Linked DNA regions of Zea mays: region 1 is linked to region 2. The links are chromatin contacts, called in public Hi-C maps. All regions are on one chromosome and are shown on one strand. The core of a region is the stretch at or near the end of the contact, and the rest is flanking DNA. Distances in the headings are between cores, read along the strand shown. Region 1 has its middle 5.9 kb from the start of TRNAD-GUC. Region 2 holds the start of LOC100285251 (transcription initiation factor TFIID subunit 11).

Evidence for each region. A called contact is a pair of places that touch in the nucleus more often than the background predicts.
Region 1: a contact with region 2 is called in a Hi-C map of tassel, with 1.8 times the contacts expected there. The contact joins the enhancer-like site here to the promoter of LOC100285251 in region 2. A contact is called at or near these places in 2 of 25 Hi-C or Micro-C datasets (ear and tassel).

What each region holds. Positions count from the first base shown.
Region 1 is chr8:155,202,614-155,209,638 of Zm-B73-REFERENCE-NAM-5.0, reverse strand. No RefSeq gene overlaps it. Among protein-coding and RNA genes, the nearest start is that of TRNAD-GUC, 5.9 kb to the right of the region's middle. Within about 2 kb of position 4,603, at least 12 of the 20 cell types and tissues checked have an H3K27ac peak or open chromatin away from gene starts, as enhancers often do. A contact at or near this core is called in ear and tassel, where this site is marked.
Region 2 is chr8:155,026,050-155,033,345 of Zm-B73-REFERENCE-NAM-5.0, reverse strand. It overlaps LOC100285251 (transcription initiation factor TFIID subunit 11), which reads right to left and starts at 5,447. Exons shown (of 4, transcript NM_001301600.2): 1 at 5,028-5,447; 2 at 3,143-3,230; 3 at 2,449-2,548; 4 at 1,691-2,137. The coding sequence starts at 5,323. The coding sequence ends at 2,010. It overlaps LOC103636181 (phospholipase D alpha 1-like), which reads right to left. Exons shown (of 11, transcript XR_002264556.1): 10 at 7,085-7,296; 11 at 6,489-7,007.

The DNA.
Region 1 (7,025 bases), core at 3,354-5,853, 180 kb before region 2:
CTTCTTGCCGCTCTCCACCCTGTCCCAATGGAGCTGAGCGCCGTCGCCGCCTGTACTCCTCCCGCTACTACTACTCCAGATGCAACGGCCTGGCCAGCACCGCCTGGGGATCCAAGGGAGCCGCCGCCGGTGAGCAGCTCGCGTTAGTTGAGCTCTCGCACCGCCGTGCTGCTGCATATGCAGATATGCTTCTCGCTGCGAGCTAGCTGGCGCGCGCGGAGCATGGTTGCAAGGGTGTGCGTGGTGTGCGCGCGTGGCCGGGGAATTGAGGCGTCATGGTCCGAGATATATATACATGTCTAGCTCGATCTCTTGCTAGGTATCTTATGAGATTTATTGTTCTTAGTTTCAGTATTAGCACTCCGATCCCTGGAATGAACATGCCTTCTATTTCCTTTTTCCTCTCTTGTTTTCTGTGTCAAAGTTGCTGGCCATTTTCCCTGGGATTAAGAAGCTGTAAGTGACGCATTCCTGGCGTGTAGCTCGTTAATTCCTGTGATGTTAGGCATCATATCGTCTCGTCTTCTTGAGCAGCATTGTTAGTATATATATGTAAGCTGTTGAGAAAGACCAGAAGTCTTAAGCCTGGAATGCATCAGTTACACTTTGTCATGTGTGTCAATGTAATCTCTCTGTTTTCACCCTTGCTCTTTGTGTTCTACTTACATTTCCATACCACTTCTACTATCTTGTCCTCCCGCTGTGTGTATACCGTTGTTTAGCTGGAGCTCAAAAGTGCATCTATGTTTGCTTCCTCTCTTATACTTTAGTGCCTTTTGGGTGTCTAATTATTATACAATCTGTTTGTGCCCCTCCTCCGTAACAGGTATAGCAGTATATCTTGCGAATAATTTACGCTATGTAGTTTCTACCTCCGGTCATTGCGGATATAATTAATTAAGCCAGAAGTGTAATGATGCTATACATGCCAAATTCCCCGTCCCTTCCCCACCACCTACGGCTTCATCACTCAGTGCACAGGAGTAATGTATATGTACATCCCAGATGCAGACAGCAGACTCATATGTAGACGGTGTGTTTAATACACACCTCAATAATTGGCATTAGAGACATATATATATTCCCCTTCTAAACACGCACACAACAGAAGGAATGTAACCCCTGCCGCGCTGGCTGCTGCCGGTAACCGATATCGACGGCTGACGCAAGGGCGCTACCAACCGTGACAGTTTTAAACTTTTAATGTGAGTCGGTTCGATGGGAGGCGCTACCGTACCGACTGTCAACACAGGTAAGGATGATTAAAGCTTCTCCCTTGATAGCTTCTCTTTTTGAAATCTATCGAGGGGAGATGGTAAAGGAGAAGCTTTGAGATCTTCTCCCCTTGATATATAGCTTCTCCTTCTGAAATCTATCAAGGGGACAAAGTAAAGAAGAAGTTTTGACAACTCTTTACTAAGAAAAAGATAGAATATAAGAGATGCTTATTCAACACCTTCTCTTCTAGAATCAGCTTTCATTTTTTCAATGCATCAACAATTACAAATATACCTTCTGTCTATGTAATGGGAGAACGTATCTTCGGAGACGGAGCGGATCAGTTTCCCAAGCTTCAGCTCGTCCCCAAATACATGGCATTGTTCCTCTATTTATAGTCGCGAGATACAGCTTCGTATAAAATTACAATCATGCCCACAAAACTATACAATTGGACTAATGAATAACAGGGGTAATGAAGTATTTTTTTTCTTCACTTGCCCCGACGATCGGGTCTCTTGGATTTCTCATCTTCTTCTCTGCTTTGATCTTCATTATGTCTTGGCCAAAGCTTCCTTCGACACATACCTTCGTGGCTAGTGCTATGAAGCTTCTCCTTTCTAGTTTTTAAGCTTCTCCAAAGGAGCTTCTGTTTTCTAGTTTTTAAGCTTCTCCGAAAGAGCTTCTCCTTTCTAGTTTTTAAGCTTCTCCAAAGGAGCTTCTCTTTTCTAGTTTTTAAGCTACTCCGAAAGAGCTTCTCCTTTCTAGTTTTTAAGCTTCTCCGAAGGAGCTTCTATTTTGTGTAGTATCTGAAATGTATTTAATGTTAAATGGGTTTTGAGGATCTTCGGCGATAGAGGCCCCCAGCACCGACCGTTTAAATCGGTCGGTTTCGACCACGTTGCAGCCAAACCGGTCGATACCAACACGATATCGGACAAATCAATTGGTAACCACCAAATTTAGTGGTATGACGTTTTTTTATTTGTGCATGCATGTGTCAAGCCAGTTAGATAGTTTAAACCATTTGTAGTTCAAAAAAAATTTGGAAATAATCAAAATAAATCATAGAATCTACTCTTACAAATTATATTTTGTTTATAAATTATTTATTATTTATTTTTATGCTTAAAAGTTATGTGATTTTATTTATAGATTATGTGGTTTTTTTATTATTATGCTTGAGTTATGTAATTTTTAATTGTTGTCATTTCCATTCGCTAATAAGCGTATAATCGGATGTATTTGAATATCAGTAAAACATAGTACTTCATGTCGACTAGAAGACTATAAAAGAAAAAGTTTATGTCGCGAAAAGGTGGCCATTAACTGACGGTAAAGGTTAGTATGCACTAAAACGCTGTGGTAGATAAATACTGCCAGAGCCGTAAAGGTTAGTACTAACGAGGATGGATATAGACCGTATAGCCCCAGAAGCTTCACGCAGCCTAAAAAGAGACGAAGAGGGATCTGGCTCTGGCCTCCAACAAACACACACATGCATGCATCCATGATATGGAAGCTCCTCCTGCTGCTTTCTAGATGGTCAAGGGCATTGAAGAGCCAAGGCATGCATGCAGCGTGTACCACTGTTTGACATCACAAGCATGCATGTTTTACTCTCTCTCTCTCTCTCTCTCTCTCTCTCTCTCTCTCTCTCTCTCTCTCTCTCTCTCTCTCTCTCTCTCTCTCTCTCTCTCTCTCTTATATATGACTCTATATGTCCTTGTGTAGCCCCATTGGACACGCTTGCTGGAGCCCTGCAGCTGGATATGCATGGTCTCCGGTGCACTAGACGCATGCATGCATGCATGCAGTGCTTTGCCTAGCCGGCTGGCCGTGCGTGGACGACGATCAAGTATCGATGGACGCGCTGTGTCTCTGTGGTCTTTACTACAATGCAAATGCGCCCCTGCAGAATCGGATGCGTGCTTTGTCCATTCAAAACTGTGGCCGTTAATGCATGCCCCGCGGCAGGGAATATTCAGCGGCTGTGCAGGGTCGAATGCATGCAACGCCACTGTTGTGTTGGTGCCTCATTTATGCATGGGCCGTGGAGGCCGCCTTTATGCCTTTGCTTTCTTCGACTGGCGTTGGGCATTGGCACCACACGCGCTGCCCTACCGGTCTACCCTGTGCTGCTGCCTGCGACCTCAGCCCTTCGCCTGCTGCATGCCCCTCGGCTCGCCCGATCAGCTATGCCGGCCTGCTGTGCTGGGGCCATGGATGGAAGCAAGCTGAGAAGAGGTGCAGGAAGGGAGCATGCATAGTACAGCACACTTGCATTGCACATTTGCACTCCACCAGACGCTCGGCGTGCATGTGACTTGAGTGAACAGTGCCCTAGCTATTAAGGTCTAGTTTGGCAAGTCCGTTTTCTCAAGGGATTATTATATTTCCAAGTAAAAAATAAATTATAAATCTCTTAGAAAAATATGGTTGTCAAACTGGTCCTAAAAGTACATATACTTATACGACCGTACAGTTTTAAGGCTGCTTAAAGCACCTAACAATATACTTGCGCATCGACCATTGCATGCATGTGGTGCTATTAGCATATATATATAAGCATATATGTATATGTATAACAGTAACGAACATGGTTGCTGCAGTTCGAACATGAACAGCAGTACGTACCTCAACCGATCAATGGCTGAGCAGCGTAAAAGGATCGGAACTGGATCGTCGTAGATGCTTCTATGCATATATATATGACACTTGGAGAGAGAATTTTCTGGCCGGGTGGCGGAATACATCCGCCCTAAATCCTAAGATAAGGAAGGGGCTTAATCGTTTTGCCTGTCTTGCTAAGCGATCACCGAGCACATGAACACGCGAGGATTTAGACACAAGCTCTATCGCGCAAAACTATCAAGCGACCACAGTTACCCGTCATATGATCACTGTATTACGTAGTATATGACTCTCTGAAGAAATGTCACGGGATTGGCATATACAGGGGATGTTTGTGATGGCTCTAGGTTTCAGCTCTAATGTGGAGCTGTAGATTATAATATCAATTTAATTAGTTCTAAAAGTATTTTTAACCTAAATGATAAATAAAATGATTTATCTAAATGTATTTTTACATGCTTACAATTTTAGCTCTACGATTTTCTAGAGCATCTAATAACCTGCTCTAACAAATCTACCAAATTTTTTGAGAGCTAGGCTAAACAGTCCATACTTATTCACACACTGGCTCTAGGTATGGTGTACTCGCGTAGAGCTTGTTGGTGCTCTGTCCCACCTAGCCACGCCAATACGCGCGTAGTGCGCGACAGCATGTGCATGTGCAGCAGATGGATACGCGCGCTTCACGCCCTCCCTTCCAAAAACGAGCGCTTGTTTGGCGGATCTGCGATCGATGCTCGCGCGACACGACGCCGTGGTATCAGCTCCACCATCAATGCTGGGCCAGGCCAGCCCGCTGGACAGCTGCTACGTACATAGTGGGCGTGTTCTGTCCCGATTTTTTTAAATTTTAGCCATTTTTTCAAAAATTCTCACGGTGATTTAATTCCTTTTTTGGACTCTTTGCTCGGCGTCACATGTTGTAGCGCCGAGTTAACACATTTCGACATTACATGCTGTGGCGCCAAGATACCTGCCTCGCTGGCAAGCGAGGGCTGACGCGGCGCCGACGTGACCTCTAGGTCGGCGCCACAGATCTTGACGCCGAACTAGGAAGTCATATAAATCAGTCGTGTCATGGTTTTGGAAACTAGGGGACAATATATTTGGGTTCGACGGGAGATGCAAGCGCGAACTCACTCTGAATGGTGGATCACGGGGATCCGAGCAAGGAACTAAAACACTGGTGTTATACTGGTTTAGACTTTCATCCTAGTCCAGTGAGTGCTGATCATAGTATTGCTTCAAGGCGTGTTACAGCAGGTGTGCTTGTCTGTGTAAAGGGGAGAGGGACTCTCTTTTATACTATAAGAGACGGTCCTTACATGAAAGAGAGTTCTTCAACTAATGCCATATACTGTAGTGCGCGGTGGGTCCCTCTTGGGTCAGTCTTGGAGCGTGCCTGCGTGCGGCATGCCGATATGGCTCCTTTTGACGGGTCGTGTGTTGTTGTACTCTTAACACCAAAAAGCGCAGAAGAATATCACTCTGACATTCCTCCATTCGTTGGGTTTAGGGATGTACTCATAATGCATGTCTGGGTTTTTTTGCTTTCATTGCATTGAACAACACTGAGAACTTCTTGTAACCCTCCTCCCAATCCCCATATATCATCTTCCATGCCCATTTCTTTGCCCTCCATGCTTTCCCATACTTTATCCTGTAACCGAACAACTCCCAAGTCATGGTCATAATTGACTTCACCTTCAAATTTGGTTGACCCTTCAATTTCACCAAAAGCCTTTTCGCAATGAGGGTAGATGTGAACTGTCGGTGCTTAGAGTTCAGCTCCATCTGGGCACAAGTGTGTGCACCTATAATTTTCCAGTTGCCTTCTGCTTGCGGGCACATACCCTCCAATTACAATCCGACACCTCGCACAGAACTGTGTAACGTCGATGTGCATACGAATGTCTTACCTTGAATGATATCTTACACTTCACAGAATATTCCTGTAGCCACCTTCTAAGTGTAGGCAAGTCCTTAAAGATCAAGCCCTTCTTAATCACAATGCTATCACTGTTATCAGGAGCCTCTAGCAGCTCATCATCTCGTCCTTCTGCATATGCACCATGGGAATGTCTGAGACTGCTAAATTCATGTACTGTGGGGTCATGTTCAGGACACAAACGTATGATGAATTCTATTTCTTGCTCGATCAATTCTTGAACTGGACGATCGTCATCAGAATCTAAGGCTCGTGCAGCCTCATATGGCTCCTCCCCATCCTCTATCTGAACATCAACACTATTTGACGCCCTGCATGTGTGGTCCATGTTGGATGATAGTGGCATATGAAGATAAGCAACATTGTCTAGCTGTGGACCTCCTGCATTGCGCCGAAGGAGCAAATACTACATTAAAGTCTCGTCAAAGGAATTAACGGTGCGTAGGATTAGCGTGACAAAGACACTTACTAGGATGATCCTGGGTCAAAGGGATCTCCTGGGGGCTACCACAGAATTGGAGGCCCCACAATCACCACAGACTGGACAAGAAATTCCAACCTCAGTCGGAGCCTATTGAGCATTCGCCACAGCAACCACTTCTTCCGGACGGTCGGACAAGGAGATGCATTGGGCAATTGTGGAGATAACTCGACTGGAGCTTCAAAATGATTAATGGTTAACTTTCACACGACCAGATCCAAACATAGAGGAAGAACCGTCATCACAATTTTGACATATTTCACCCAGTCATCTTCAGAGCCAATGGGGATCAACCCTTGGAATATTTTTCCTGATGCAACATGGGACAATAAACCCTCAATTGATATGCTAGGGTCATTTAAATTGCAACAAATCACCTCACAAGCCCTAGAGATAATCGGGCTAAAAGAGGGCCTTTCATCAAACATAACCGTCACCTTCTTCATTCCATCAAAACTAACATTTTTCATAAACATCTTCCTCTACGCTTCCTCTATGGTATAGTGTCACTAGGGTGTCCATATATTGTAAGCACGAATTCATAACTCAATAACCATTAAAGATGGTACCTGACTAACACTATCAACTAATGCCTAGCTAATTACTATCCCCATCTACTAATCTACTAATACCTAAATACTTACTAAGTAATAACTACTTACTAACTAATAACTATATATTAACTATTAAATGACCATATCAAAAAGAATTACATAATCTATGAATAATGTACGAAGACAAAGT
Region 2 (7,296 bases), core at 4,198-6,697:
TTTACCGTGTTCTTGTTGTGATCGAATTCATATGTATTGGATGCGCTAGTCTTAAATCGGCGTCCATGTATGCTTATGATTCATTAGACTCGAGTGGCAATAGCCATACATTAGTGTTTGTGCCTGCCTACGACAATCGACACATCTCCTGAGCTCGTTGTACATCTATCTTCAACATGTTCGCATATCTATGATCACGAGGAAGTTCAATCGATTCCGGCTGTCTTCGGAGATACCCTTCTCAAGGTTTCGCTAGGTCTGGAAATCATTGATCAACAAATTCGCCTGCCTAAAAGTAGTAAATCCACAAAGCATATGAAGTTTCTGGTCTATTTTCTTAGTTCTTCCCTATGTTTGATTTGCTTGGCTCAGCACGAAATTAAGGTATATCCTTGCCTACACCGCACCTATAATACGATTGGCATCATCATCAGCATAATGAATGACGAACACATTAATCTGCAAAGATCCGACCATCTGGGGAGGCCTGGCCAAAGCTGTCGATCTCTTCACAAATCCTGTTGCAAGTTTCCTACTTTTGCCCGCAACAAGTGTTTTCAATCACTGCTTTCATCACCGCTGCATGTATTTGAGTCTGAGCGCTTTGTCAGAACGAGTCGCCACTCCAAATCGAAGAGTATGCACCGTTAAGAGCTAGTTTGGCAACTTCATTTTTCAAAGGAATTCTTATTTTCCAAAGGAAAAATAAACTAATTTTTTCTTAGGAAAATAGAAATCACTTGAAAAATAGGGTACAATCTTTAACGGTAGGGAGCTCTCCCCTATTCAGCTGTAGCCTATAGGGTGAGCTCCGACGCCCCGGCTAGCAGCAATGGCTCCCCCTCCCGCCACTAACCCTGAATGCAAGGGGACGGTGAATCCCCCAATGGAAGAGGAGCTCTAATCTCTCCCTTCCATGAATCGATACATTTAATTGCCAAATTAACTCATTTTAAGTTTAATTACCTAATAATAATATGTATTATGGTACTCAAATATAATAGTATTTTAAAAACTGTAAAAACTAATATAGAAAAGTTAAATAGTTCGGTTAAAGAGTAAATGATGGAGAGGAGATGAAATAGACAGAAAAATAGTTAAGGAGAGACTATTTAAATAAGAATAGAAAATAAGAATAGAAAGTACGAATGAGCTTGTTTGGAAGGGGAAATGGTTGAAGTTAGCCTAAAAGGAGCACCAAAATGTTAACAACCGACCTCTAGTCTCTATCTAGTACTGGAAAGGCACATATATGATGTGTTTGATTGAGGAGCGGAGAGGAATAGAGCGGCTACATTCTTATTTTTTAGATGTTTGGTTTCCAACAGAGGAGAGCTGAGTCTCGAGTCTATATATGACAATTATTTGGGATGCTCTCGCTCCACCAAAACAGAAGTCTATATATGGCAATTATTTGGGATGCCTCGCTCCACCAAAACGATCGACCAAACAATAAATAGAGCGGCTCCGCTTTATTCTGCTCTTCAACCAATCAAAAAATAGAGCGGTTCTGTTCTACTTGCCAAACACAGAATAAAATAGCTCAATTCTCAAAAACTAGAATGGAGCCGCTCTCCATCTTATTTGACTCCCTAACCAAACACACCATAATGTGAACAATAACACGCCACTCAACTCTTGCATCCAAATAGCGCATGGAAATCAGATTCTACACAATCACAGAGGGCTAGTTTGGAAACTCAAGAGAAAATTAGTTCATTTCCACCTCAATCCCCTCCAATCCCGAAGGGGATTTGAGGTTTTCAAAGTAGCCCTCAGTACAAATAACAACCCCAGGCGATTTTAGGCCCCGTGGTAGGGACGTTTTAACTCTTTCTAATTCCATCTTAAAGATGATATGACATTTGACAGGATTTCTCAACAGAAGCTGTGAGAGTCTGGTCAGGTTTCTGTCCAGAAACTGCAACAAGCTGGTACTAGAAACTCCTCACCTCATGGCACACATCTGTCAGGACTCCAGACACATGTGTAATATACATGCTTCAATTCTAGCGGAAGAGCCTAGGAACAGATCGCCGTGGGATCTTCCCTTCAAGCTTCAATCTTCTGTATGCCTCCCTGATGTGGCAAGGCCTAATGGGTCCTGAATCCTTCCTCTCGCTCATGACCACTCTTGCTGCAATACACACGATGAAATTGTTAAGGGAAAACAACAATCAAGAAATCCACCCTGAAGACTTTTGTCAAACCTAAAGTCTGCTCTGCTAGCAGGTTCCTTGTAACATAGTGAGGTGGAAAGAAGAAAATGGGCCTCTGATTCCAAACAGAAACAAAAGGCAAACTAAAACACAAAATCATACTAGTTAAGATTACAGCTGTAGGTTCACTATCATGCTTAGACAAAGTACAAAACATACAATTCAGCAACGCTGTAGCAGATTCGATTCCATAGAAACAAAGTAAACAACACGACTATTCTGAACTTGCCTGTTTCAATTAGCTCACCAACAAATATTTTGGCGATTCCCGATACCACAATTGAAGTAGGGATAGAAATCTTCTGACTTCCAGTGATGCTTGCCAACAGCTGTAAGTAAACACAATATGGATCAACACTACAAATCTGGTTGCAGACTGGTTGAGCTACTCAATACCAAATACATGACAAAAATATTCAAGTTTGTTATCATACACCCTCTATCCTATTTATTAATTGGTATGGACATGAAACTTTCAGAGTACAACATGATGAAGAAAACAAGCTAAAAACTACCCACCAAGTAGTTATCCAAGCAATTTTATAGGAAAAATAAAAATCAATACATGTAACATACACGACCATCTCAATGTGTTTCATATAAGGCATCTTGAGCAAAGTATTTTTTACACGACTTAGTTCTTTAGCAGCTAGCACTAATGTGTTTCATATATTCATTTACAAATTCAATTATTGAGGAATACTGGGAGAAATATAAATAATGCATGAGGTTAGATCATTTGATATAGGAAAATAGAAAAGACACCGCTACAAGTCAGGGAATTTCAAAGTTCAAATATCCACTTGCATCTCAATTCCTTATGGACTCACACCTACAAGTGTTAGGTGTAAGGAATGGAGCTGTAATGTAAGTGGGTATTTGCATTTTTGCTACATTTCTATGATTAATAAGTGAAGCCATACCCTTTTCATGTTAGATTTCTGAAATCCAGATCTTCGGAATGACTCATAACGGTTCATCTGCTGTTGTGTAAATTGGGACAGTATAGCACTGACAAAGGACACAGTTAGAACATAGACATAGAATTTAGTAATCGATACAAGAAAGTATGAATGTCGGAGAGGAAATCTCCGGCCGGGTGGTGGAACGCACCCGCCCTAAATCCTTAGATGAGGAGGGGTCTAAGCGTTTTGCTTGTTAGTTGGAAAATGGGGAGGACACAAGAACACACAAGGATTTAGAGTGGTTCGGACCGCCGGAGCGTAACACCCTACTCCACTGTGTAATGTATTGAGCTTGTATGAACTTGTGAGCGTCTAAGTGTGCTTAAGTGAGCTTGTGTTGTAACGGTGCATGCCTCCCCTTTTATAGCTAAGGGGGGCACGTACAAGGGTACTGAGCCCCGACATGTGGGCCCAGGAACATAACGGATGTAATACTTGTAGCAATTAATGTTCGTTGCTGGAGCAATCTTCTTGCGCCCTGACATCCGTGATCTGCGTAGTATTGGCGTGCAGGGGAAGCTTCCCTGGCAACGTACAAGTGATGATGGACACAGTGCACCTCGCAACACGGGCATACTGTTTGACAATGGACTAGACAGGCACGCCGCCTGTAGGATGGCTTGGACGCCGCCTGCCAGCGGAGTGGACAGGACACATTAAATGCTGAGGGGGCACATCGTCTGTCAGCGGGATAGACAAGCGGCGCGTCTTCTCCGCAATAAATGCAGAGGCAGCGCGGCCCAGAGGCCTTACGTCAGGCTCCGCCCCCTGGCTTACGTCACGGGCGATAGTCCACGTGGTAGCATCGGGCCTTCGCCTGAGCGGGGAGTGGAAGCGCACTGGATAAAGCCTGGGCACGTGTCAGTTCCGGACCCTCGCCTGTCCTTGACCTAGGCCAGGGTATTCCCTGTCCCGGGACCTTGGGTGGTCTGGACCTTACTCAGAGGGGTCCGGACCTCATCCAAGGGATCCGGCTTGCTTACTTGGGAGTCCCGGACCGTACCCGGAGGTCCGAGCTATGTGTACAGGGGTCCGGCGCTTTCTTGAGGAGGTCCGAACCTACTGATGGTATCCTGGAGTATACCACCTCTTCTGTCCACATGGTGTCCTTGGGACTGCCCACGTGCTGGGGTCGGGTGTTGTTCACCGCGCGGCTAGAGATAGCCGCACGGGTATCGTGTCTTCATACTGTAGTAAGGGATACCCCTGATTCAGGGTACCGACAATGAATAATCTCCATTTTATGTACTAGGGAATATAAAAAACAGGTGCGAACCGTGGTATTTTTCTCATCAACCGCCAATACATAGTAGTAATTCAGAAAATAACTTTCTAAATACCAACAATAATGGAAACAAGCCTACTATCAAACACTCATACAAAAGATAAGGGCAAACGATAATGGAAACAAGTCTACTATCAAATACTCATACAAAAGATAAGGGCAAACGATGCTAACACTAATATTGACCTTGTAGCATGATTCAGTTGAGAGCGGCTAGCTTTGTTATGTGTAATTGGTTTCTGCGTGTTTGAGTTTAACAAAAGCAGAGTAAGGGTTCACCAACTTGCTGATCCAGTGATAGACCTATTTGTTTATATTTATGTAAGAAAGCACAACTAGTATTACGGAAAATTAACAAAAGACTACTAGTAATAAGGCGTGTGGTTGACAAAATCAGCATTAGGGTTCGCTGGCTTGCAGTCCTCCCCGAGCGCATACGGCATATCTACTGAGAGAATTATTCAAATTACGAAGAACCAGCGAATTTGTACGTATAACAAGGCAGTGTGACTTGCGTTATCGAAAAATTGAACAGACAAGGCATATTCAAGCACGAACTTCATCTTAGCGAGCTTGTCTGGGTCGCCAGTGCTGCTGGGAAGCTTCTCGAGGTCGACCTCAATCTGGTCCTCGTCCTCGTCGTCATCCTCCTGCTGCTCCCTATGGACACGGGCCTTGGCCTTGGCACCGGCTGCGTGAGACGCCGGGGCAGACGGCTGGCGCGGGGGCGGGCCGCCGTCGTAGTCCTCGGGGTCCTCCGCAGGGCCCGCGGCGCCGGGTTCATCCTCGGGCGGCGCCGGCGACTCCGGCGGCGAGTCCTGCTCCTCGACGTCCGCCTCGAACGGGTCCTTCATGGAAGACGCACGCGGCTCGGTGGCGGTGGATGTGCGAGAGGCCGGGGAACGGAACGGATGCAGAGAAGAAGACTCTGCTGGGAGGAACCGGGGAAGTGCTGGGTCGGCTGGATTCCTGCGGTCGGCAAGTTGGTTGGGCCTAGGAGTTGGCGCGTCGGTTTTTATGGACACTTCGGCCGTAGGGCGTAGCTAGGGTTGGGCATCTTGCGTGTTTCGATAGGTTCGGCCCACAGAGCTCGGGGGCTGATGACGTGCTAGTAACTAACCATGGGCTTCCTTTCAGCAAAAAAGAAAAAAAATATATTATGGGCTGGATCGCGCATGATACCGATTACCGAATGTGGATGGGAGTCTAGCCCATTAGGCTTTATGCCAACAACTAGGGGCTGTTTCGTTTCTAGCGATTTAGTCAATTTATTTTATTCTATTTAGTTTTTAAATTGCTAAATATGAAAACTAAAATTTTAGTTTTTGTATTTGACAATTTAGATACTAAAATAGAACAAAATAGAGTGACTAAAAATTAGTCACTAAAAACCAAACACCTCTAATCATGACAGTGCATCCACTAATATAATTCATAGGCGGAACATTCTAATTCCTAATGCATACATAATACGATGATAATGTTTTCTTAGGTTATCTTTAACATATTACTCATCAACATCTCTCATTTTTCAAATCTCACTCTGCAAACCGTACCGTCTACAATGCAAAAAACAACTTTGTTTTGTACAGACAGACATATTCACAAGCTGTTTGACCATAACCAAGAACCACGGCAGATTCTAGGTGCTAGGAAGATCTCTCCTCACACGTCCAACTGCGCGGCCATCATCCAACGTCCACACCAACATCCGCACCCACCAGTACTGTGCTATCACCCTCCACCTCAGTGTTGGCCGTTTTGGCACGCTTCTGACCTCACGCTCACCGGCTCACGCGTCGGCGATCCTGATACTCGGTAGGTACTGTACGTCTCGATGGACGCGCGTACGCTGGCAAAGCTTGTACTTTTTCCCCTTCTTATTTATATAATACTAGTTGGGTGCCCGTGCGTTGCAACGGGAACATATAATATCATGATAACTTATGTATAAATATGTGTTATACTAAAAAACAATTTTGTAATAATATAAGTACTTCACCGTCCCTCGACTGGGAATACAAAAACAAAAGGTCTTCTCAGAGGAACCAAGTTTTAGCAATAGCAATTCCAAGGGCCAAACTGTTGTAAAACACTGGTGGTACACCATCCAAACACAACAGTATGAAAAGAGGCATCAACATCAGGCATGAACAACAGCTGCAACAGATACTTGCAAGCACAACAACCTGCCCCTTGTCTCTAATTATCTTGGTAACCTACGACACAACAAAGTATTCAATGTTGTCAAATAGCATACACGATCTCCCCACTGCTTTCCAGGTCAAGACCGGCATCTGAGTCTAGGTCCTCCATGTCATCGTCGAGGTCAATGTCATCATTCAGAAACTGATTGAGTCCACGTGAACCAACTGCTGGAATGGTCGCCTCAACCAGGATCTGCATGAACTCATTCATGCTCTGCATCGGTTGTTCAGGCTCCTCGTACTGCTTACTCATCGTATTGTCATCCATTTGGTCAGCTAGGAGGTTTTTCAAGAACCATGGATGGTTTCTTATCTCAGGGATGGTGATCGTCTGTATAGGTAACATCAGTAATTCCTTCAAAGCAAACATGTGTCAAGAAGATAATGAAAGTATTATTTGCTTCTTACCAGCATCACGTATGGCATCACTCCGCATGACCACACATCAGCAACCTTAGTTCAGTAACAAAGAGTTAGTGACTAATTTAGCATTCGAACCTTCCAACATAGTTCCCTGTTATGCATGACTACAAATCGTGCGTGTATAAAATGTTTTGACAAACAAACATGTTGTTCAAGTGGAGAATAATAACATGCACACTAAACAAAAACAGTATGTC